Regions from separate parts of the Callithrix jacchus genome. Here region 2 is linked to region 1. The links are chromatin contacts, called in public Hi-C maps. All regions are on one chromosome and are shown on one strand. The core of a region is the stretch at or near the end of the contact, and the rest is flanking DNA. Distances in the headings are between cores, read along the strand shown. Region 1 holds the start of MVP (major vault protein). Region 2 overlaps QPRT (quinolinate phosphoribosyltransferase).

What was found. A called contact is a pair of places that touch in the nucleus more often than the background predicts.
Region 2: a Hi-C map of skeletal muscle shows a contact between it and region 1, with 3 times the contacts expected there. The contact joins the enhancer-like site here to the promoter of MVP in region 1. A contact is called at or near these places in 2 of 3 Hi-C or Micro-C datasets (both in skeletal muscle).

Annotation. Positions count from the first base shown.
Region 1 is chr12:29,686,670-29,692,299 of calJac240_pri, reverse strand. MVP (major vault protein) reads left to right here and starts at 1,255. Exons shown (of 15, transcript XM_009009417.5): 1 at 1,255-1,313. PAGR1 (PAXIP1 associated glutamate rich protein 1) reads left to right here. Exons shown (of 3, transcript XM_002756050.6): 3 at 433-925. The coding sequence ends at 632.
Region 2 is chr12:29,794,794-29,800,503 of calJac240_pri, reverse strand. QPRT (quinolinate phosphoribosyltransferase) reads left to right here. Exons shown (of 5, transcript XM_054242761.2): 3 at 2,472-2,701; 4 at 4,485-4,616; 5 at 4,689-5,130. The coding sequence ends at 4,907. Among named protein-coding and RNA genes, the nearest start is that of QPRT, 17 kb to the left of the region's middle. Within about 2 kb of position 2,698, at least 9 of the 16 cell types and tissues checked have an H3K27ac peak or open chromatin away from gene starts, as enhancers often do. A contact at or near this core is called in skeletal muscle, where this site is marked.

The DNA.
Region 1 (5,630 bases), core at 6-2,505:
CAAGTGATCTGCCTGCGTCAGCCTCCCAAAGTGCTGAAATTACAGGCGTGAGCCCCTGCACCTGACCATAAGTCATGTCGCTTTTCTACTTAAAATTTTCCAAGGGATTCCATCTTGCCAGGGAAGAGCGAGAGTGCCAGCTCTCTGCACTCTTCTCTGAACAGAACTCTGTTCTTGTCCTGGGCCTTTACCCTTGCCGTCCCCCTCCCGCATATGGTCCTCCCTGCTCTTCACATTGCTCATGCCATCCTGTCATTCAAGACCTTCACCACTCACTCTTTCTGAGGCCCAACCCTGAACCTCAGGTCCTCCCAGACAGAGGCCTGGGGACCTGAATGTTTAACTAGCTCCCCAAGTAATGAGTGAGGTTCAGGCAGGTCTGGTGCACACCGCCTCCATCCTTTCCATGTATCTTACCTTCCCCTTCTCCAGGAAGCTCAGCCCGGAGCCAGAAACGGGAGGCCCGCCTGGACAAGGTGCTCTCGGACATGAAGCGACACAAGAAGCTGGAGGAGCAGATCCTTCGTACTGGAAGGGACCTCTTCAGCCTGGACTCGGAGGACCCCAGCCCCACCAGCCCCCCACTCCGATCCTCAGGGAGCAGTCTCTTCCCTCGGCAACGGAAATACTGACTCCTGCTGCTCCTGCCTCTAGGGTGCAGCATCTGTACCTGCTGGGACCTGGGCCCTCCTTCCCCAGCCCAGACACTGAGAAACTTGGGAAGAAGAGAGAAACCCCAAGCTCCCAAACAGCACGTTGCAGGAAAGAGGAAGAGAGAGGAGAGAGAGAGAGAGAGAGAGAGAGAGTGTGTGTGTGTGTGTGTGTGTGTGTGTGCGTGTGCATGTTTTCTATTGAACACCTATTTGGAGACTGGGACTGAATTTTCTGAGTCTGAAATAAAAGATGCAGAGCTATCATCTCTTAAGAGGAGTGGCTGTAGCTGGAGCCTCAACAGTTTGGTCCCTCTTGAAGGGAGAGGCAGAATTGTATTCACCCAGATTGGAAAATGAAAGCCAGATGGGCAGAGGCGCCCTCAGTCAGCACCTGCCCTGTCTCGCATTCTCCAGCCACACCCCAGTGCTGCCAGCTGGCTCCAAGGCAGAAACTGATGAGCGGGCAGGGAGCAGTGTGCCTTCAGCTGCAGCAGAGACAGCCCAGAGGACAAAATGAGAACCAGCTGCAGGGGCCCTTTAACTCTCAAGCCCCACCCCTGGGCCAGGCCTGGCTTGGCCTGCCGGGAAGTGATTCATCCCCAGGGCTGGGTGAGAGTTTTCCATCTCAGGCGTGTGTTGCAGCTAGCCGCACTTCTAGATGTGAGTACGTGGTACTGGCCGCCCAAACCTCAAATCCGGCAGATCTTTGTATCCCTTGAGGCTGTCTTTAACCCTGTCCTGTTTTCAAGGGCCTTGCTTCTGCTGGAGGGCAGGGAAAACCTGAATCAGAGTTGGGAAGGAGGATGGGCGGTGGCTTTGCTTTGGGAGATTTCACTTTCCAATAATTGAAGTTTTCTGGGTTTTGAAGTAAAGGTAGATTAACTCACCAACACTGTTCCCCACTGCCCTGCAACTCTCGGGCCTCTGACTTCAGGGTTCCACATGGGACATCAGGTGGGCAACCTCAGTGTTCATTCAGACCCCATCTCAGAGCTACATCGGTGCTCGCTCTACTTACCTGCACTGTCCTGGGGACCTGGGCTCTGGCCTTTCACCTTGAGCCCCAAGAATGTGACCTGTCCACATTCAGGCCCCTTAACTCTGACAGAGGAGGCTTTCCTACTGCCCCAGCCGGATGTTGACCTCAGCCGATCATTCCGGAAGTCATTAGAGTGATTTCTAGAAGGCATAGAATTTGGTAACCAAGGTTCTTTCCCTTTTTGGGAGGATGTTTAGCTGTACCCACCAGGCTGAGATTCTGGGGATCTTAGAGCAGTCCCTTGGGTGGGGGTGATAGTGAGGCTGATGGCCCCTGTGTCCTCTGCTCCTTGCCTAGGTGACCCCTGGGTGATGGGGGAAAAGGCTGGCTGTCATGTGGGGTATGAGGTGGCTCTCCCAGAAACTCCCTTGGCACACACAGCACTGGGTTGGCCCTGGGGTGTGGCTGTTTGGACAGGATAGCCCACTATAGCCTTGAGCAGGTAGGGAGGCCACCTTGAGAGGGTGGCCCAGAGACAGCCTGAGAGCTCCATGGTAACAGGGTGCTCAGGTTACCTTGGGTGTTGCCCTCCCAGGTTCTAGGGGAACAGAGGCTGGGCACTGGCCCGGGTTACAGAAAACACCTTTGAACTGCCATTGGCGCCATCTGGGAAAGTACCCAGCCCCACCCAGTTCCTCTAGTCCTTGTTCTTGGTTTAGAATCTTCCTGTTTCTGCCTGAAAAGCCACTGCCTCCTGGTTTGTGGTCTCTGCAGTCATGATGCCCAGAGCACACTTTGAGCTTCATCCTTTGATAACTGCGTGCTCTTGGGCAAGTTTCTTAACTTTCAGGCTCTTGTGAGGATAGCATGAGTTAATTGAGGCCTGACAGATTAAGCTCATGGTAAGTGGGAGCTATTACTTGGGGGCGTTTGCCTAGAACACAGGGTCCAGAGGCTGTCTCCAGGAAACCTAGACCCAGTGGGTCAAAAGTGAGGCCTGCAAAAAGCAGCAGGAGTGGGGTTAAGAATTCCAGCCCAGGGCTGGGCATGGTGACTCAGGCCTGAAATCCCAGCACTTTGGGAGGCCCAGGTGGGAGGATGGCTTGAGGCCAGGAGTTGCAGACCAGCCTGAGCAACATGAGGAGACCTCCGTCTCTTGTTTGTGTGTGTCGGCGGGGGGGTTGTTCTTTAAAAAAAAAAAAATGATAATAATTCCAGCTCAGTCCCACGATTAGACAACTTTAGAAAATATTGCTGTAGATGAGGGGTTCTGAAGCTTGGTTCGTGGGTCGTATCATATCCAGTTGGTTCTTGCCTCTGGTGACTGGTGTTAATTGGCAGGAATGGGGGGAGGGAGAACAAGTGGAGGTCTGGGCTGGCCTAGCTGTTCTGTCTCCCCCTTACCTCCTGAAGGTCACCAGGCTGTTCCCCCTCCCACAAAGTGGCCCAGTTGGGCTGGAGCTCAGATCCGATTTCCTTGGGAAGAGAAGTTCCTAAAACTGTGGCTTTTTAAAAAAGCAATTTATGTGAGACAGATTCGCAATTTCCATTAATGATCTCCTAAAGCGGGTAAACCAGGAAGCTGCTGGGTGAAAATAGGCTGTTGGTAATTCCTGAGTCATGTGACTCATTCTCTAAATAGACTAGAATATTTAACTTAAATCAGCGAGGAGAAACTCCATGAAGTTGTGTTCCTGTTTATACCAAACTTTACGTGCCTTTTCCTAAACCTGAAGCTGTGGGAGGTCTGGGGACAAGGCTGGGTCACCGACCTCACCTCCAACCTCTGGACTGCGCGGACCAAGAGCCCTGGGGTTGGGGATAGAGGAGGCTGCTTAGACCTGGGTAAGTGAATGGGCTGGAAGAAAATAAGTACAGTTCCCTGCCCTTGAGCAGCCTGCAATCTGAGCTGTGTGTTTTTGTTTTTGAGACAAGAATCTCAGTCTGTCGCCCAGGCTGGAGTGCAGTGGGGCAATCTCAGCTCACTGCGACCTCTGCCTCCTGGGTTCAAGCAATTCTCTTGCCTCAGCCTCCTGAGTAGCTGGGTCTATAGGTGCCCACTACCACACCTAGCCAATGTTTTGTATTTTTAGTAGGGACAAGGTTTTACCACGTTGGCCAGGCTGGTCTCGAACTCCTGACCTCAGGCAGTCTGCCCACCTTGGCCTCCAAATGTGTTGGGATTACAGCCACCGTGCCCAGCCTGGAACAGATCTTTATCCTCCTTCCAGGTCCTACTGTGCATCAGAGACCCTCTATCCTCTAATACCTCTGATTTCAGGAAGCAGTCATTTTTTTTTTCTTTTCTTTTTTTTTTTTTTTTGAGATGGTCTCAAAAAAAAAAGTGCATTGAGAGTGCATGCACTCTGTTGTCCAGGTTAGAGTGCACTTGTGGGTACCATTTACGGTTCACTGCAGCCTTGACCTTCCTCCTCCCACCTCAGCCTCCAAAGCAGCAGGGACCACAGGTGTGTGCCACCATACCTAGCTAGTTTTTTTTTTTTTTTTTTTTGAGGTGGAGTTTTGCTCGTTACCCAGGCTGGAGTGCAATGGTGCGATCTCGGCTAACCGCAACCTCTGCCTCCTGGGTTCAGGCAATTCTGCCTCAGCCTCCTGAGTAGCTGGGATTACAGGCACGCACCACTATGCCCAGCTAATTTTTTGTATTTTTGGTAGAGACGGGGTTTCACCATGTTGACCAGGATGGTCTCGATCTCTTGACCTAGTGATCCACCCGCCTCGGCCTCCCAAAGTGCTAGGATTACAGGCGTGAGCCACCGAGTCCGGCTACCTAGATAGTATTTTTTTATGATTTTGGTAGCGACGGGGTCTTCCTGTGTTGCCCAGGCTGGTCTTGAACTCCTAGTGTCAAGCGGTCTTCCCACCTTGGCCTCCCGAAGTGCTGGGATTACAGGCGTGAGTCACCAGGCCTGGTCAACAGTCGCTTTTATTACTCACTTCACTGGAGAGGAAAGCTCAGAGGCTAGCAAGTGGCCCGGGAGCATGCTCCCAGTGCTAAAAACTGCTGGAGTGACATTCTTCCACTGGCTCTCAATCCTGGCTATATGTTAAGAGTCAGAGGGGAGAACTTTTAAAAATTGCAGTGCTTGAACCTCACCCAGTCCAATTAAACAGAATCACCAGAGATGGATGGCTTTAAAAAAGATCTCCAGAAAGCTGGGCACTGCAGCTCATGCCTGTTATCCTAGCCCTTTGGGAGGTTGAGGTGGGTGGATCACTTGAGGTCAGGAGTACAAGACCAGCCTGACCAACATGGTGAAACCCCATCTCTTCTAAAAGAGAAATCGGAAATTAGCTGTGTGTGGTGGTGTACGCCTGTAATCCCAGCTACTTGGGAGGCTGAGGCAGGAGAATTGCTTGAACCCAGGAGGCGTAGGTTGCAGTGAGCCAAGATGTTACCATTGCTCTCCAGTCTGGGCAACAAGTGCGGAACTCTATCTCAAAAAAAAAAAATTTCCAGATGAGTCGTGTGTAGCCTGGGCCGTGAGTCTCTGCTTTAGACCAGAGCTGCTCAGACTTTTAACATGTGTGCAAGTCGTTGGTGGTCAAGTTATAATGCTGAGGATTCAGTGGCTTTGGGGTGGGGCCTGAGGCTGCATTGCTAACAAGCCTCCAGGTGGTGCCACTCTGCTCACTGCAGACGCCGTAGGCAGTGTGGTCACTGGTCAATTGCTAGTTAAGACTCACTATGGGCCAGTTGTGGTAGCTCATGCCTGTAATCCTAGCACTTTGGGAGGCTCAGGGAGGCAGATGAGCTCAGGAGTTTGAGACCACCCTGGGGATGACATGGTGAAACCCCATCTCTACTAAAATACAAAAAATTAGCCAGGCTTGGTGGCATGTGCCTGTAATTCCAGCTACTGGGAGGCTGAGGCATGAGAATTACTTGAATCCAGAAAACAAAACCAAACCAAACAACAACAAAAGAATTGCTTGAATCCGGGAGGTAGGTGGATGTTGCAGTGAGCCGAGATCGT
Region 2 (5,710 bases), core at 1,449-3,948, 110 kb before region 1:
CACCTTGGGAGGCCAAGGTGGGCAGATTGCCTGAAGTCAGGAGTTCGAGACCAGTTTGGCCAACATGGTGAAACCCTGTCTCTACTAAAAATACAAAAATTAGCTGGGCATGGTGGCAAGTGCCTGTAATCCCATCTACTAGGGAGGCTGAGGCAGGAGAATCACTTGAACCTCGGGGGATGGAGGTTGCAGTGAGCCCAGTGCACCACTGCACTCCAGACTGGGCAAAAGAGTGAAACTGTGTCTCAAAAAAAAAAAAAAAAAAAAAAATCATACTGGGCATAGTGGCTCACTCCTGTAATCCCATGACTTTGGGAGGCGAAGGTACAAGAATTGCTTGAGCCTGGGAGTTCGAGACCAGCCTGGGGAATATAGTGAGACCGCCCCCCCCCCCGACTCTACAACAAAAAAATGTACAAAAAGCCGGGCATGGTGGTGTGCACCTGTAGTCCCAGGGTCTTGGGAAGCTGAGGCGAGAAGATTGATTAAGCCTGGGCAGTTGAGGCTGCAGTGATCGCGCCACTGCACTGCACCTAGTTTGAATTCAGTGGGGGCGGGCCATTTGCTCCCAGGCCTTTTCCGTAGCTGGATGTGACCAACGGAGACAGCGCCCAGCCTCGGTACAGCTGGCTCTTAGTGGAGGGACAGGAACCATCTGGGGCAGAAGTGGGAGAGAATGCGGGGAAGGACAGCCCGGTGCCGAGGCCTGTGGCTCGGAGGGGAGGTGCGGTGATGAGTGGGTGGAGACTGAGCAGCTGGGCTTGGGGAAGGAGATAACAGTGGGCCTGTTTCTGAGAGCTGAGCAAGCCAGGATGTCTCGCCTTCACTTCCACTTGGAGCAGAAGTGTGCTGTGTGCGTGTGCGTGCACATGTGTGTGCGCTAAATCAAACACCCTGGCGGGCTTTGTGTCCCCATCAAGGGGAAGCAAAGACCACGGATGGCGGGTGCCCATGAGACTGCAGGTATTCTCCCTGCCGACAGATGGCGCTGTTGCACCACGTCTGGGTTTACCTCTGCCCGCAGCCGGGCCGGGCCCATCACGGGCTCGGCTCAGAGCGCGAGGGAACTTCACCAATTCCACCAACCTTATTTTTTAAAAAAATGTTTGTAGCTCACGCCTATTATCCCAACACTTTGGGAGGCTGAGGCGGGCAGATTACTTGAGATCGAGAGTTCGGGACCAGCCTGGTCAAGACGGTGAAACCCTGTCTCTACTAAAAATATAAAATTAGCCGGGCATGGTGGCGGTTGCCTGTAACCCCAGCCACTAGGAAGGCTGAGGCAGGAGAATCGCTTGAATCCGGAAGGCGGAGGTTGAGGTAAGCCGAGATGTGGCACTGCACTCCAGCCTGGGCAACAAGAGTGAGACTCCGCCTCAAAAAAAAAAAAAAAAAAAAAAAAAAAAAAAGGAAGAAAAAAGAAAAATTACATCATGGAGAATGGGGTGTCCATCCCCCCAAACATTTATCCTTTGTGTTACAAACCAATTGCATTGTTTTATTTATTTTGAAATGTACGGTTTTTATTGACTATAGTCACCCTGCTGTGCTAGCAAATAGTAGGTCTTATTCATTCTTTCTATTTTTTTTTTTTGGTAACCATTAACCTTCCCCACCTCCCCATCATCCTCTTTTTCTTTGAGAGGAAGTTTTGCTCTGTCGCCCAGGCTTGAGTGCAGTGGCGAGATCTTGTCTCACTTCAACCTCCACCTCCTGGGTTCAAGCAATTCTCCTGCCTCAACCTCCCTAGTGGCTGGGGTTACAGGCACGCACCACCACACCCCACTAATACTTTTTCGGGGTTCCACCATGTTGGCCAGGCTGGTCTTGAACTCCTGACCTCAGGTGATCCACCCGCCTCAGTCTCCCAAAGTGCTGGGATTACAGGCATGAGCCACTACGCCCAGCCCCATCATTCTCATTTTATTAATTTATTATTTATTTATTTATTTTTAGATGAAGTCTTGCTTTGTCACCCAGGCTGGAATGCAGTGGTGTGACCTCAGCTCACTGCAACCTCTGCCTCCCAGGTTCAAGCAACTCTCTTGCCTCAGCCTCCTGGGTAGCTGGGATTACAGGTGCCCACCACCACGCCTGGCTAATTTTTATATTTTTAGTAGAGAGCATGTTGTCCAGGCTGGTCTCGAACTCCTGACCTCAAGTGATCTGTCTGCCTCCCAAAGTGCTGGGATTACAGGCATGAGTCACCGTGAGTGCTAGGATTTAAGCCAGAGGTTTAAATTATACTAGGTGCTCAGTGACCTCGTCCAGCACACAGCACTCTCCCACCCTTGCCCCCTTTCCGCCCACACCCCACACCCGCCTTCCTCATGCAGCCTCTCCCCTGGGGCTCCTAGATCTTGACGCTGATGGGCCAGTGCCCAGTTTCACTGGTTGTTAAATATTTTGACAATGACCCCTGACAGCAGGAGAGGCAGCCAAACTCAACAGCTGTTCTCTTTCCCCTCCAGGCCTGGCGCTGCTGCTGCCGCCTGTCACCCTGGCAGCCCTGGTGGACAGCTGGCTCCGAGAGGACTGCCCAGGGCTCAACTATGCAGCCTTGGTCAGCGGAGCAGGCCCCTCGCAGGCGGCGCTGTGGGCCAAATCCCCTGGGGTACTGGCAGGGCGGCCTTTCTTTGATGCCATCTTTACGCGACTCAACTGCCAAGTCTCCTGGTTCCTCCCCGAGGGATCGAAGCTGGTACCAGTGGCCAGGGTGGCCGAGGTCCAGGGCCCTGCCCACTGCCTGCTGCTGGGGGAACGGGTGGCCCTCAACATGCTGGCCCGCTGCAGTGGCATTGCCAGTGCTGCAGCTGCTGCGGTAGAGACCGCTAGGGGGGCTGGCTGGACCGGGCACGTAGCCGGCACGAGGAAGACCACACCAGGCTTCCGGCTGGTGGAGAAGTACGGGCTGCTGGTGGGCGGGGCCGCCTCACACCGCTACGACCTGGGAGGGCTGGTGATGGTGAAGGACAACCATGTGGTGGCCGCTGGTGGCATGGAAAAGGTGCCGGTCCTGCCTATCTGTGGTCCAACCTCGCCCTCAACACACCCCTCCCCTCCCCAGAGCCCCCACCCAGGACCTGGTGAACAGCCATGGCCTAGAGTCAGCAATGCAAGGCTCTTCCCACCTCAGCTCCTCCATCTAAGCTGGGCTCAGTAGAGCTCATCCCGTTAAGGGAATGCTGGGCTTGCTTTGTTTTTCTGGAGACATCGCCTCAGTCTCTCGAGTAGCTGGATCTGCAGGCAGTCTCCACCCCACTGGCCGGTTTTTCTTTTCTTTCTTTTTTTTTTTTTGAGACAGAGTCTCACTGTTTTGTGCAGGCTGGAGTGAAGTACACGATCTCGGCTCACTGCAACCTCTGACTCCTGGATTCAAGCAATTCTCCTGCCTCAGTCTCCCAAGTAGCTGGGATTACAGGCACCTGCCATCATGCCCGGCTAATTTTTGTATATTTTAGTAGAGATGGAGTTTCACCATGTTGGCCAGACTGGTCTCGAACTTCTGATCTCAGGTGATTCGCCTGCCTCAGCCTCTCAAAGTGCTAGGATTACAGGTGTGAGCCAGTTTGCTCAGCCATTTGTTTATTTATTTATTTATTTTAGAGATGGGGTCTCACTGTGTTGCTCAGGCTGGTCTCAAACTCCTGGACTCAAGCAATCCTCCCACCTTGGCCTCCCAAAGTGCTGGGATTACAGGCATGAGCCACCGAGCCTGGCTCTGGGGTTGCTTCTTTATCTTTGTTCTGCTGCTGTATGGTGTGACGTTCAAGAGCAAAGGACAACCCGGGGGAAGCCAGTGTCACTGGCACTGTCCCTCTAACCCTCTGCACCTAATTTCCCATCTGTGAAATTTCCATGAAGACTTCTTCTAACTTCAATATTCTGAGTCAAAGTGAACTCAAGTCCAAATGCATTGCTGATATTTAGCCACTTTTTGACCCACAAAAGGGGTCATTTTAAACTACAATAAAACAGAACATCCCAGCTGGGCACAGTGGCTCATGCCTGTAATCCAGCAATTTGGGAGGCCCAGGTAAGGGGATTATTTGAGGCCAGGAGTTTGAGACCAGTCCGAGCCACATAGCAAGATCCAGTCTCTAAAAAAATGAAAAAATTAGCCATGCTTATGGGCAAGCACCTGTAGTCCCAGCTACCTGGGAGGCTAAGGTGGGAGGATCACGTGATCCCAGGAGGCGGAGGCTGCAGTCAGCTATGATTGCACCACTGCACTCCAGCCTGGGTGACAGAGCGAGACCCTGTCTCAAAAACAAAACGAAACAAAACAAAAAAACCCCAATGTCTGGTGTCCTTATTAACCCTAAGCTCATGGTCCATCCAGGGCCTTTCAAACACCAATCCCGGCTCCCCATGCCCCGTGCCAGCCCTGGGCCCCAACCTCACCCTTGCCCTCCTGGCTCCCTGAGCCCCAGTACCAGGTTCTGGGCCCAGTCCTCACCCTTTTCCTCCTGGCTGTCTGGCAGGCAGTGCAGGTAGCCCGGCAGGCGGCGGACTTCGCCCTGAAGGTGGAGGTGGAATGCAGCAGCCTGCAGGAGGCCGTGCAGGCAGCCGAGGCGGGGGCTGACCTCGTCCTGCTGGACAACTTCAAGCCGGAGGTAAGGTGGGCTCTGCCTCTGGGGAGGGGGTCTGTGGTGGGCTCTCACCTCCCCTCGGCTTGTGTCCCGCAGGAGCTGCACCCCACGGCTGCTGCGCTGAAGACCCAGTTCCCGAGTGTGGCCGTGGAAGCCAGTGGGGGCATCACCCTGGACAACCTCCCCCAGTTCTGCGGGCCACATATAGACGTCATCTCCATGGGGATGCTGACCCAGGCAGCCCCCGCCCTCGATTTCTCCCTCAAGCTGTTTGCCGAAGAGGTGGCTCCAGTGCCTAAAACCCGCTGGTCCTAAACCGGAAGAGGATGACACCAGCCACGGGTTAATGTGGCTCTTTGGGACCCTCTGGGTCACACATTTTTAGTGTCAGTGACCAAGAGGGCACACCTGGCACTGGCTTGAGCCCAACTCCAACTCTGCCACCTGCTGCTCCTGTGACCTGGCAGGGCCTTCACCTCTGCTCACCTCAGTTTCCTAATCTGCAAAATGGGTCTAATAAAGGATCAACTGCATGGGATTTTGAGGTGATAATGAGCACATAGTGAGGGGTCAGCAAATGTCAGAAGTTACCCGAGATGGCTGGTCTCGGTGGCTCACGCCTATAATCCTAGTGCTTTGGGAGGCTGAGGTGGGTGGATCACCTGAGGTCAGGAGTTCAAGACCAGCCTGGCCAACATGGTGAAACCCTGTCTCTACAAAAATACAAAAATTAGCCAGGTGTGGTGGCAGCACCTGTAATCCCAGCTACTCAGGAGCTGAGGGATGAGAATCACTTGAACCCAGGAGGTGGAGGTTGCAGTGAGCTGATCGTGCACTCCATCCTGGGGGACAGAGGGAGACTCTGTCTCCAAAAAAGAAAGGAAGGAAAGAGAGAGGAACACAGGAAGGCGGGAAGGCAGGAAGGAAGGAAAGAAGGAAGGAAGAAAAAGAGAAGGAAAGGAAGGAAGGAAGGAAGAGAAAGAAAGAAAAAGTAAGAAAAGAAGAAAGGAAAAAGAAAGAAAGGCAGGCAGCTGGCACGATGGCTCATGCCTGTAATCCCAGCACTTTGGGAGGTTGAGGTGGGAGAATCACCTGCGGTCAGGAGTTCGAGGCCAGCC